Linked DNA regions of Arabidopsis thaliana: region 2 is linked to region 1. The links are chromatin contacts, called in public capture Hi-C maps. All regions are on one chromosome and are shown on one strand. The core of a region is the stretch at or near the end of the contact, and the rest is flanking DNA. Distances in the headings are between cores, read along the strand shown.

What was found. Capture Hi-C pulls out chosen DNA fragments and counts their contacts.
Region 2: a capture Hi-C map of shoot shows a contact between it and region 1, with 2.2 times the contacts expected there. The contact joins the promoter of AT5G24155 here to the promoter of AT5G24040 in region 1. A contact is called at or near these places in 2 of 3 other capture datasets (root and shoot).

Annotation. Positions count from the first base shown.
Region 1 is chr5:8,124,395-8,130,002 of TAIR10.1, forward strand. It overlaps AT5G24040 (F-box SKIP23-like protein (DUF295)), which reads right to left and starts at 2,952. Exons shown (of 3, transcript NM_122309.2): 1 at 2,689-2,952; 2 at 2,143-2,617; 3 at 1,555-2,043. The coding sequence starts at 2,942. The coding sequence ends at 1,651. AT5G24050 (plant-specific B3-DNA-binding domain protein (DUF313)) reads right to left here and starts at 5,008. Exons shown (of 1, transcript NM_122310.1): 1 at 3,959-5,008. The coding sequence starts at 5,008. The coding sequence ends at 3,959. AT5G24060 (Pentatricopeptide repeat (PPR) superfamily protein) reads right to left here. Exons shown (of 11, transcript NM_001203447.1): 11 at 5,585-5,608.
Region 2 is chr5:8,178,390-8,183,997 of TAIR10.1, forward strand. It overlaps AT5G24155 (FAD/NAD(P)-binding oxidoreductase family protein), which reads right to left and starts at 2,718. Exons shown (of 3, transcript NM_147909.3): 1 at 2,424-2,718; 2 at 2,160-2,271; 3 at 1,314-1,778. The coding sequence starts at 2,627. The coding sequence ends at 1,729. It overlaps SQE6 (squalene monooxygenase 6), which reads right to left. Exons shown (of 8, transcript NM_122321.5): 6 at 5,509-5,608; 7 at 5,146-5,424; 8 at 4,528-5,015. The coding sequence ends at 4,902.

The DNA of each region.
Region 1 (5,608 bases), core at 1,702-4,201:
TGGCTCGGGTATATAATATAATTAAAAATCATTTGCCAACAAGTTATCTATAACAGAATTATGGGCTAATTAATTAGGTGTATAGCCAAATTGTGGGATGGAAAAATACAACAAAACTGTTTTTAAGGAATCGAGTACACAAAACGAGTAATCCGCATTTTTTGGGGTAAATTACACAAAGAAATAGGAAAGAGGAAGAAACCAAGTTGGTTCACAAAACTTCTTCGCATAGATTGTGTCGTTAGGTACGTTTTTGGTTGATTGTTTGAATTAGGATTTTAGCTGTCACCGAATTGATTTTTCTTTATTTGTCCAGTTATATGAATATATTATATCTTAGTGAGTTAATCATAAATATAATAGTTTTTGGTTCCTGTCTACATGCGCTGTACATGAGTTTTGTCTTTAGAGCGGACAAAACTTAGGTTTGACCTAAAGCAGATTGATAATGCCAAAAGTAATAAAAATAAGATACACACCGGCAAACGTTTTGTAGATAGGTAATTTAAGGTTTTCCTATTAAAGTAATTTATCATCTATTAGATTGGTCTAATCGGTTGATGTAAATTATGTAACTGATCAAATCTCATTGAAGATATATTCAATTATTATATCCTTCAATTATATGCTAGACTAATTGATCTTATTTTGCTTTTAACACGTACATGATCCATACATATTCAAAGATATAGCTTTGGGAATATCCTCTGTAATCGGACAAACTAATAGCTTAACTGGTTAATTTATTCAATAGCTTCAATACAGAAATTAAATAATGATAAATACTAAATAATTGAGTATTTGATCTCAAATGTAGGAAATCTGTGAAAGCGTTAGATGAAAAGGACTTGAATTTATATCAGATATGTTTATCTTAAATTTATTAGGATACTAATAAGATGGGTATTTTGAGTTTTACAAAAACAAATTGCATATGAAATTACTTCAGATATTTGTTTGAAAGTTTATAATGGTCTAATTTCGATGATATAATTTCTCATTAACCTTGTATGGATGATGCAAGCAGAAAAAAAAAGTAGAGAAGAAGGATATTCATAGGGAGACAGTATTTATTCTTCCTTCCTAACAATTTATAAAGGAGTGAACGACAAAAATAGGTGAAAAGGTGAATAGGTTTTGATAATATATGAAGCTGTAATATGAATGGCCGTGGACCCATATGACTTGATAATTGCTGTTTCTTTTAGAGTTGTGTGAGTCACTGAGTCCTTAAAGCTGGCATCTTCTAGTTGCCGGCCCAAAAATGACCCCTCATGGCTAATGCAATGCAACTTGAAAATTTAAGATACAAAACAAATTGCCTAAGAAAATTCAAAAAATTCTAAATTTGCAAACAAAATGAGAAAACAAGAAACAGGAGTTACGGCCAAAATAAAAACTTTAATTTCAGAGAAGTAGACATTCTGCTAGATCACTACCATTTATGTATGTGTGTTCCGAACGTATCTCCGGTATATGATAGACGACTGGTTCACCTAGGGGATGCTTTGGTCTAGCTAGTTTCAATAATAACAAATGGAACTATAATTAGCAGCCAAACTTTGGTCAAATACAAAAGGAAAATCATAGTATATACAAAACAAAACAAAAATAATAAAAGGCATGCATGTTTTAGTGAATGTCATATAATTATCCGTTGGAGATTACCCAACCAGGGGGAAATGGAAACAGCTCTATATACTCCAATTTATCTCTTAAAGATCTTACGCCTTTCTCATTGAATTCATACACGAGAATGCTTTCAAGTTCATATGAGTTAGATCCTCCCCACAAGTCCATGAAGATTATAGAGTTAGCCCTAAACCCTGGAATTTCAGTAGCCAAGCATGAGAAGGTACAATAATGCTCCAAGAACAACACACGACCGTCCATATCTTCCACTTGATCCCAATCGTTTCTTTCCTCGTTTAACTCTGATATTTCGAACCATATCTTTTTCTCACGGATATTTGGTATGTGAAAATCGTATCGGCTCTTTGTGCACATCTCTACGAGAATGAGTTTGTCCCCTGTCATTAAAAGCTGTTGGAGATAACGAATGAAATAAAAAGACTTGTAAATTTTAGTTTTGTTCCAAGTTGCATGAAATACAAGATATAAAAATGTTGGTCGTCTCCTTACCCAACGTTTCCTTGTCTTATCACAAGGTCTTGACCGCTGAAATGTATTCACTTCTAGTGTTGGATCTACCACTGTTGTTTTTCCGGTGCGATCTATCGCGTAAAACTTGCCTTTAAATGGAACTATCCCTTCAAAAAATGAATCGGGTGTTATCTCGAGCTCAGTCCAACGGTTATCGACTGACCTATACATTGCGAGACCATTGAATGAGAGCTTCCCTAGAATCATATATTCGTTTTTCTCTCTGTTTAGACCCATAAATCCGATACGTTCTTCACATTTTGAAATGCATTCAAATAATTCAAACCATTCGCTGTAACAAGCCACATGTTCTTGCGCTAGCTCAAAGATTTGACAATTGAGCAAATCAATAGATAGACTTGGATACAAGCATCCATACGCAGAGGAGTTTCTTCTTAAGAACAAACTATGTAGAACAACTTCTCCATTCTCTTTAGCTTGTAGTTTAAACATCCTGGCAGGAGAAAATTATCATCTATGTATCATCAAGATTCAAGAATCAATACAAGAAACAGATTTTATTACCAATATTGGGGACGGTCACGATTAGGACACTTGAGAAGGTAGACACGGCTGCTCAAGATATGGCAATCATCACCACAACCGCCGGGATCAAGGGGAAGAGGACATCTAAGTGATGTCATGTGTCTGAATTTGAGGAGACTAGAGGATCGCCAAAAGGAACAAACTGACCGAAAGTGGATCAGATCAAAGGGATTGTCGATTTTAAGGGAGATCAAGTGGAGAATCTCCGGTGGCAACTCCGACCATTTTACCATTTTATTCTCTGAGTGATTATAGACTTGGTCTGATAATAATGTAGAGCTAAAAGCCTAAAACTAAACGTGTTGACTTTCTCTGTTGCTCTCTTGATTGAGGAAATGCGTTGACTTTATTACTTGACGTGTACTACAAGCTGTAACAATCCCTGCTTGTGTTCGATTCAGTTTTCTGAAAGTTTAACAAATTTGAGGAGAAATTCGAATGAGTGTATGATTATAGAGATCATTTTTTTTTTGTTTTTGCTTTCAAATTGCCTAACGGTTTTTTCAAAATCCGAAAATAACCAACACTTGATTGGTGTATTTTAAATAATCTATATGGATTTTTTTTTTTAATATGGATTTTCGAAACTATAATTCACCTAGGATTTGTATTTTTGTATTGTAGTTTCAGAATTTCTACATTAATCATAAACTGACAAGATCCTAGACAAGAAAACGAGATCTTATAGATGTGCGGAAGCGAAACGTTGTGTTTGCTATTAAGGCTGAGAAAATCGAGCTAATCAACGTCCAAGTACGGTGTACTTATTCAAGTGGCTGAAGAAGCAATTGTAGCAAAACCTGTCTTGGCAACAAATTTGGTTCCTGATTTGATCATTTTGCTCTTCATACTTGAGTTTCAAAATCAGATTCTTACTGAGTAGAACAAAACACAGGTTTTGATTGTATCGAGCATTTCTAATGAATGTATTAAAAACACTTTTATTGATTGGATCAATTTCATTAGACAAAATAAGACTTGGAGATATATTACAAGGAATCGAAAGGTAACAATGCAGTAACTAAAGTAGACCAAACAACAAACAAGATTCATGTCAAAAATGCTAAGTTTTCATACTATAGTACATACGGTTATAATGATCTGAAACAATATATGGAACAAGTTACTAATAAGGAACACTAATTTTCTTAATCAAACTCTTAGACAAAAAAGAAGTCCAGAATCTCCTGAAATTAGATCGCTGTGCGTGTTGATCAATCAAGTTATAGTCTCAACCGACACAAGAAACTTAGCAGAGACAGAGAGCAAGGGAAGAGCTACTCTGTTCCATGGCAAAGCAGAGGATTCCACAGCACCTAAACGACCAAAGAGTAATGTTGTCGCCTTCTTTCAATCTGTTAGCCTCAACGATGTCGTTCCACCCACAAATCAAATTGTAACTCCAGCTTCCTTTACCTGATTCCTTCTTCATCTCCCATCTCTTTAACATCACACCCCACTTTTTACACCGTTGATCCACGAGAATCGCTCCCACTCCAATCTTGTTATTGTTGTTGATGTCTTCGTTTATGATTATGGACTCCACAGACGTCAGGAAATCGTTTCGGAGTAAGTTGTTGAAAGGCATTGAGAGACGGTTCTTTGTTGGGTTTACATCAGTCACGAACAGAGTCTTCTCAAAGATCAATTTAGCGTCTTTGGCTTCTTTCATGTTTGTCATCACCTTGACAAGCCACTCAGGTGTCTCTCTCGCCGTTTGTGAAAAAGGAGCAACATTTGCTTTCTTGACTCCACCACTACGCTTCCTTTGTTCCACAGCACGTCTCTTGCGGCTTGTGTTCTCCATTAGGCACAAAGACATAGTACATGGGAAATTAGGGTTTGGTGGGTCTTTCGTCTCCGTCTTTTGGTACTCAGCCGTCTTGTGACCAAAGAGTCCGAGTGAAGAACAAGGTTCTGAACTAGGGTTTTGTAATGTTTTTGTCTCGGAATTAGCGGCAATGAAACATGAAGAGGATAGCCCTTGAAGATGGTTTTGTGGGTCTTCGATCTCAGAATCGGTAGGGAACTGGTTAAGATCGATAAGCGATGAAGAAGTAGAAACCCTAATAAGATTTTGTTGTCTCTTCACCAAAGACGATCTTGTTTTTCTCGGGAAGAGACAAAAGATTCTCTTCTGGAATTCTTCTTCTTCTTCAGAGACAATCTTACGACGTTGTTCTTCTTCTTCTTCTTCATATAACATAACCGCCGCATCAACCAGTACACAGAAATTCGACCACAGGTCTTTACCTGAAGCCGTGAGATGATCGTCATCATCGTGATAGATACTAGTCATTGTGAATTTTTGATAGAATCGAAAACTCAAGTTCTTCTGAGAGCAAATCGTGAGACACAAGGAAATTAGAGAATCTGAGAGAAACTGAGAATGAGAGAGTCTCTATTGCATTATATAATAATACTTGCGCTCTCTGCTTACATCAAATTTAGGGTTTCCTTTTTTCTTTGAGTTTAGTTGTTTAATTACTGTGATTAGTAACTAATTAGCCGTTGTCTGATTTTATTTTCGTTAATAGCTAACCTTATAATTACGATATAGTCCTTGTCTCGGTATTTCCTTTTTCTAGGTGTGTGAGAGTCTCTCATTCTCACTTTATGAATACAAATGTAATTAAACAACTAAACTAAGATACAATCTTTTGAAGTGGGTTTTATGAATGTAAAAAAGTTATTAGTGACAAAATACAAAAATAAGAGTTACGATAAAGAGATGAGATTTATGTAAAACTATTTGGACAGATCATATATTTATGTATAAATTGGGATAAATTTCAATGCTCTCTTAACCCAGAGACTTGAAGAATTAATAAGGTCTTCTGTATAAATTGTATAAACTATATTAACCCAGAGACTTGAAGAATTAATAAGTCTATTAACC
Region 2 (5,608 bases), core at 1,468-3,967, 54 kb after region 1:
GTGAACTCATGATTGCATTATATTTGATAATTTGAATATGGCCTGTTTGTTTGATCATTTGGCATTTACATCTAAATGGATCATTTGGATGATGCATTTGAATGATGTTTGTTTGATTATTTAGTATTTTATCTAAATGATGCATTTAAATGAATATTTTTTTGTTTGATCATTTTGTAATTCATCTACATTCTCATTCTAATAAAAATGACTAAAATACCCATGTTATAATTTTAACAAATGACAAATATTTAACATCATTACCAAATATAATTTTAACGAAGAAATGATTTTACGGTTTTGGCGGAAAAAATATGATTTTACGGTTTTGGCGAAAAATATGATAATACGGTTTTGACAGGAAAATATGATTTTAACGTTTTGGTGGGAAAACATGATTTTGTGGTTTTGACGGGAAAATACAATTTTACGGTTTTGGCGGGAAAATAGAATTTACGGTTTTGGCGGGAAAATACGATTTTACGGTTTTGGCAGGAAAATACGATTTTACGGTTTTGGTGGGAAAATATGATTTTACGGTTTTGACGGGAAAATACGATTGTACGGTTTTGGCGGAAAAATACGATTTTGTGATTTTGACGGGAAAATATGATTTTACGGTTTTAGCGGAAAAATATGATTTTGCGGTTTTGTGGGAAAATATGATTTTAACGTTTTGACAGGAAAATATGATTTTTCGATTTTGGCGGGAAAATATGATTTTGCGACTTTGGAGGAAAATATGATTTTGCGATTTTGGCGGGAAAAACGAATTTATAATTTTGACGTAAAATAATAGTCAGTGATTTCACAATTTTTAGAGTTTTTTGGTATAATATGTAATTAAAAAAAAAAAAAATCTATTGAAAATTAACATTATTAAAAGAAGGTATATTTGTCATTTGTTTTTTGGACTAAATCATCTTCATCCAAATGGTTCTACCAAATCCATCCAAATGAGTTTCACAAATTAGCCTAAGTTTAACAGATGAAACATCCAAATGATTTGTTAATTTGTAAAAAACAAACATCATTTTTCATTTTCATCCAGATGATCCATTTGGATGGAGAAACAAACAGGGCCTATATTGATCGCATTTGACCACATGAGGATTTAGAATTTATTTAAAATTTTTAGTTGAAAACTCATTCTTTCATAAACCTTAAAATTATTTAATATATGATCAAACTGAAAAATATAATAATAAATTTAAATTATAGTATATGGAACAATTTGATGGGATACTATTTTTCGTAAATTCTCTCTCATAATTTCTATTATAGTATAGTTATAAGAAACATATTACACTATACTCTAATAAAACAATATCAAATTCTACAAAAAAATAAAATATATATCAAAGCCACAAATTGTACACAAACATTCAACACAAAACGAAATCTTCTTATTTTTATTAAATTTTCTTCTTTTCGTAGAAATTTCCCCTGTTGTTATATATTAATACTTTTTTTTGGTTAATGGTTAATATAAAGAAAAAAAAAATGAAGGATTGTTTTCTCGAGGATGTATTTTAAACAACATGTTAGAATGGATAGATTCATCTGAGAGGATTTGGATTTCACTTTTCCTGAGTCGGATCTTTTTAACCAATGCGTTAGCTAGTAGAAGGAAGAAACTCATTAAGTAATATTATGTAAGCTAAGCATTACAATAACATTTCAACGAGTTTACAAGCTTACGTATGTTGCTGTTTAGAGCATCAATGTTTAAAGACCAGATGCGGCCATATAGCTTTTGCGATATGCGGCTGCGTTTGCTGGAAAAAACATTTCGCTAACTCCCTCAGCCTTGAGATGGGGAACCAACATTTTCAAAGCCAACTAGTGATTCACATTAAACATACAATTGAAAAACGCACAAATTCGATCGATCATCCAATTAAGACATTTGTTTATTTTTATAACGCAAATGTAAACTAACTCATGGTCTAGTAGCTAAAATAATTCATCAAGAAGTTGGAATCATGGTTAGAGTTTTACTGCGATTTAAATCATAGTTGAACACTATATTTTTAATAACAAAATTATTCGATTTGTCACCAGTTTCTAATTTAGTATAGAGTTTGGTTCTAGATTCTCCGATTAAAAATAAAAAGTAAATGTAAATATAAACGAAAGTTAAATTAAAAGAGACCAACCTTCAAGGCCAAGCTTAGAAAGCATGAGTCGTCCTCCTGGCTGCATAAACTCACCCATCATTCTCTCTGGTTCTCTCATATCCCTCTCTATCGCAAGTACTCGGCGCCCGTCCTATATATAATCGGAAATTAGGCATAAGGTTATACATTATGCAAAACCAAAATATTGCAATAGAATTCTACTATGAAACAATAAAAACAATCATATATAGTACTAAACTTATTCCTATCATTTTTGCAAAAGTATGACGCCACTTTACAAACCTTAGCAAGAGAATATGCGAGAGCCGAGCCACCTACTCCAGCCCCGACGATGATAACATCAGCAGCACTGTCTCTTCTCTCCTCTGCTGCCGCATCTGCCAATTCCGGCGCCTTCTTCTTCCTGTTGGTAACGTAGAACACCGTCCAGGTCAGCACGAAGGCGAGTAGCGTCCATAGACAAACGTGCGTAAAGGCCATATCCATATCTATTAGCTAGTTCTCAATATGGTTTAGATTACTATAAAAGGAGTAAAACATGCCTATAAAATGCAAAGTTATATCAGTTTGGACGTGGCATCACCACAATAAAGTTATCTTTTCTGTTGTCCACATAACTCGTTTTCATTGTTGACATAAACAAATGATATTTATATACATTTCAGATACAAACACAAGACATTGACCACCCTAATAAATGATTTTGTTAGTATATAGAAGGTACCGCTTAAATTATTGACATCTTTGAAAATATTGAATGACGATTTTAAATAGTAAGGAAATTAGCTAAATCTGAATATATCAATCAATTGTTTGATAACAGAAGGTCGGTCCAGAAGTTAGTGTAACAACCCGCCTCGTGAGACCCGCACACGTGGCCACTCTCTGCCACGTGGCATCCTGTTAGCTCTGCAGCGCATCGACCCTAACCCCTCACCTTGGGCTACCAAAGCCCTGGGTCACCAAAGCCCTTGGGCCACTAAAGCCCACAGGTAGGTTATTGGTGCGCTTGGCGTTCCTCGAACCCAAGTCAATTGGTAACAGCTTGTCCTTTGGGAAAGTTGTTAAAGGATGAGGTCTTGGGTTCGAGGAACGCCAAGCGCACCAATAACCTACTTGTGGGCTTTGGTGGCCTAGGGCTTTGGTGGCCCAAGGTGAGGGGTTAGGGTCGATGCGCTATAGAGCCCGCAGGATGGCACATGACAAAGAGTGGCCACATGTGCGGGTCCCACAGAGCGGGTTATTACAGTTAGACACAAGAAGCCATCGCTTAGAGAATCACATTATAACATAAGAACAAAACTTATAGTTGTGGATGAAACATCCAAAATTCTTTTGGAAACATTGGACCGGCCTCGAGTAATGAAACGAAATGATATTTTAGGCATACTACAGTTTAGATTTTTTCATATTATTTTTCACAATGTATTCCTCCAGTTTCTATGCGGACACAAATCAAATTTCGTTTTAGCTAATGCTGGTTTCTTTAACGTTTGAAGAGATGATGCATCTATTTTTGGTGCATGTTTGTTATGTACACGATTTCACAAACAAACATACATGGAAACCAAAGTAACATATACTTACGTATTAATCTATATGTAGTATCAAAACTCTTCCACGGTAAAGACTCATGTTTTACATAGTGCATGTGTATATTACGTAGCTAGATATAGGTACTGAGGTACACTATTGTTTATAGGAAAATCACATTAAAAATCTAGTCGTATTTAGTCATTTCAATAAATACACATGGTTTCTTTTGGGTTTGTATGCATATACGAACACAAAGCACTTATTTATTTGTTCTTTTAAGAAAATGTCAATTTATATTCAAAAAGACAAAGCACTTATTAAAAGAACGAGCAAATTTGATACACCTTTTCTCTGTGAAAATTTGAATATATAAATAAAAGTGATGGGTTTTACAAAAGTTATGGGTTAACAATTTCCTTGTGAACAAATAGACATTTAGTGCAATATAAGGATCCCATGCTTCTAGATGGATCTTTAGCAAGAAAGACCATTAATGTGATGCTTCGAAGATGCTAAACAAGATCGAAAGATAGGACCGGTTGGCGACGTGGAACAACCTCGCACATCAACACGAAAGCGAGTAGCATCCATAACCACAAGTACAGAAAAACCATATCCATTACGGTTTAGTGATTAATTGCGTGATAAATTACTCTATGATATAGTTTATAAGTTTTAGACAAAAAAAGAAAAACTGATATAGTTTATAACTGAATTCAGAAAAGTGAAGTGGTATATATATAGAGAGAATTGATCAGAAATAGTTTCAGTAGGCACGAACGTTGTCATCGTATTATATCAAAGTTTTAAATAAGCAATTAAAAACAGATATATATATCAGATTAACCATGTAATTTTCTGTTTCAGTTTCATTTACACGTTTAGCCAGAGTCGTGCTAATGTATATGAAGACCGGATGACTAAAAAATGTCCAATATGTATAAAACGAAACTTTTCAAAGTAAATACAGTAAGAAAACAAAAATAAAAGAACAGAGAAACAAAAAATTAGCTCCAATAATACATGTGTGAAGCTAAAAAAAAAGAGCATTACTTGTAACAACAAAAATAATTCACACATATAACATTCAAAAGTTTATTTTTTTGTGTTTAGAACTTTTCCCCGTTACATACTAATAATTATAAGCACTGCAATACACGTTTACCAAATGCACAATCACATAGATTCGTGCTCCATATATATTGCGATTGAGAGCATCAAAGTTTAGAGAGTGGTTGCAGCCATATAGCTTTTGTGATACGCGGCTGCATTTGCTGGAAACAACATTTGGCTAACTCCTTCAGCTTTGAGATTGGGAACCAACATTTTCATGGCCAACTAGTGATTCACATAAAACATACATAACCAAAAAAACATCAATTCCGAATAGTAATTAGCATATAAAAAAGCGTAGAAAAAAAAGAAGGAAACAAATCTACTTGATATATAGAGAGATATATTGACTTACACCAAAAAGCTTGAGGCTATGCCAAATGCGAAGGGGAGAGGGAAATGGAGAGAGCAGTTGGCCAATGGAGGATAGAGTGATGGCACAAAGATGATAGACGAGAGAGAGAGGACGAGGATTCATGCCGCCGAGCAGAGCCATCATCCCTGACGTACGAAACCCGCCACTACAAAGGTAATCATAGACACCCTGTCTCATTGCCTCTTTTGCTTCATCCGTTGATCCAATTAGTACTTGAGAAAATGCATTTCCCAATGTGTTAACCGTCGCCGACATTGGCTTACGACACCATAAAACAATCATGTATTAGTTTCAAAACAAATCAAATTTTCATGTTTAAGATTAATATGTACATATGCTCACCTTGCGGATATCATAAAAGGAATTGATAACTTCTGAGACTTTGTTTGCATCGCCGAGGTTGCTTAATGGCTGAAGAAGACGGCGTAGAATGAGAATGTCC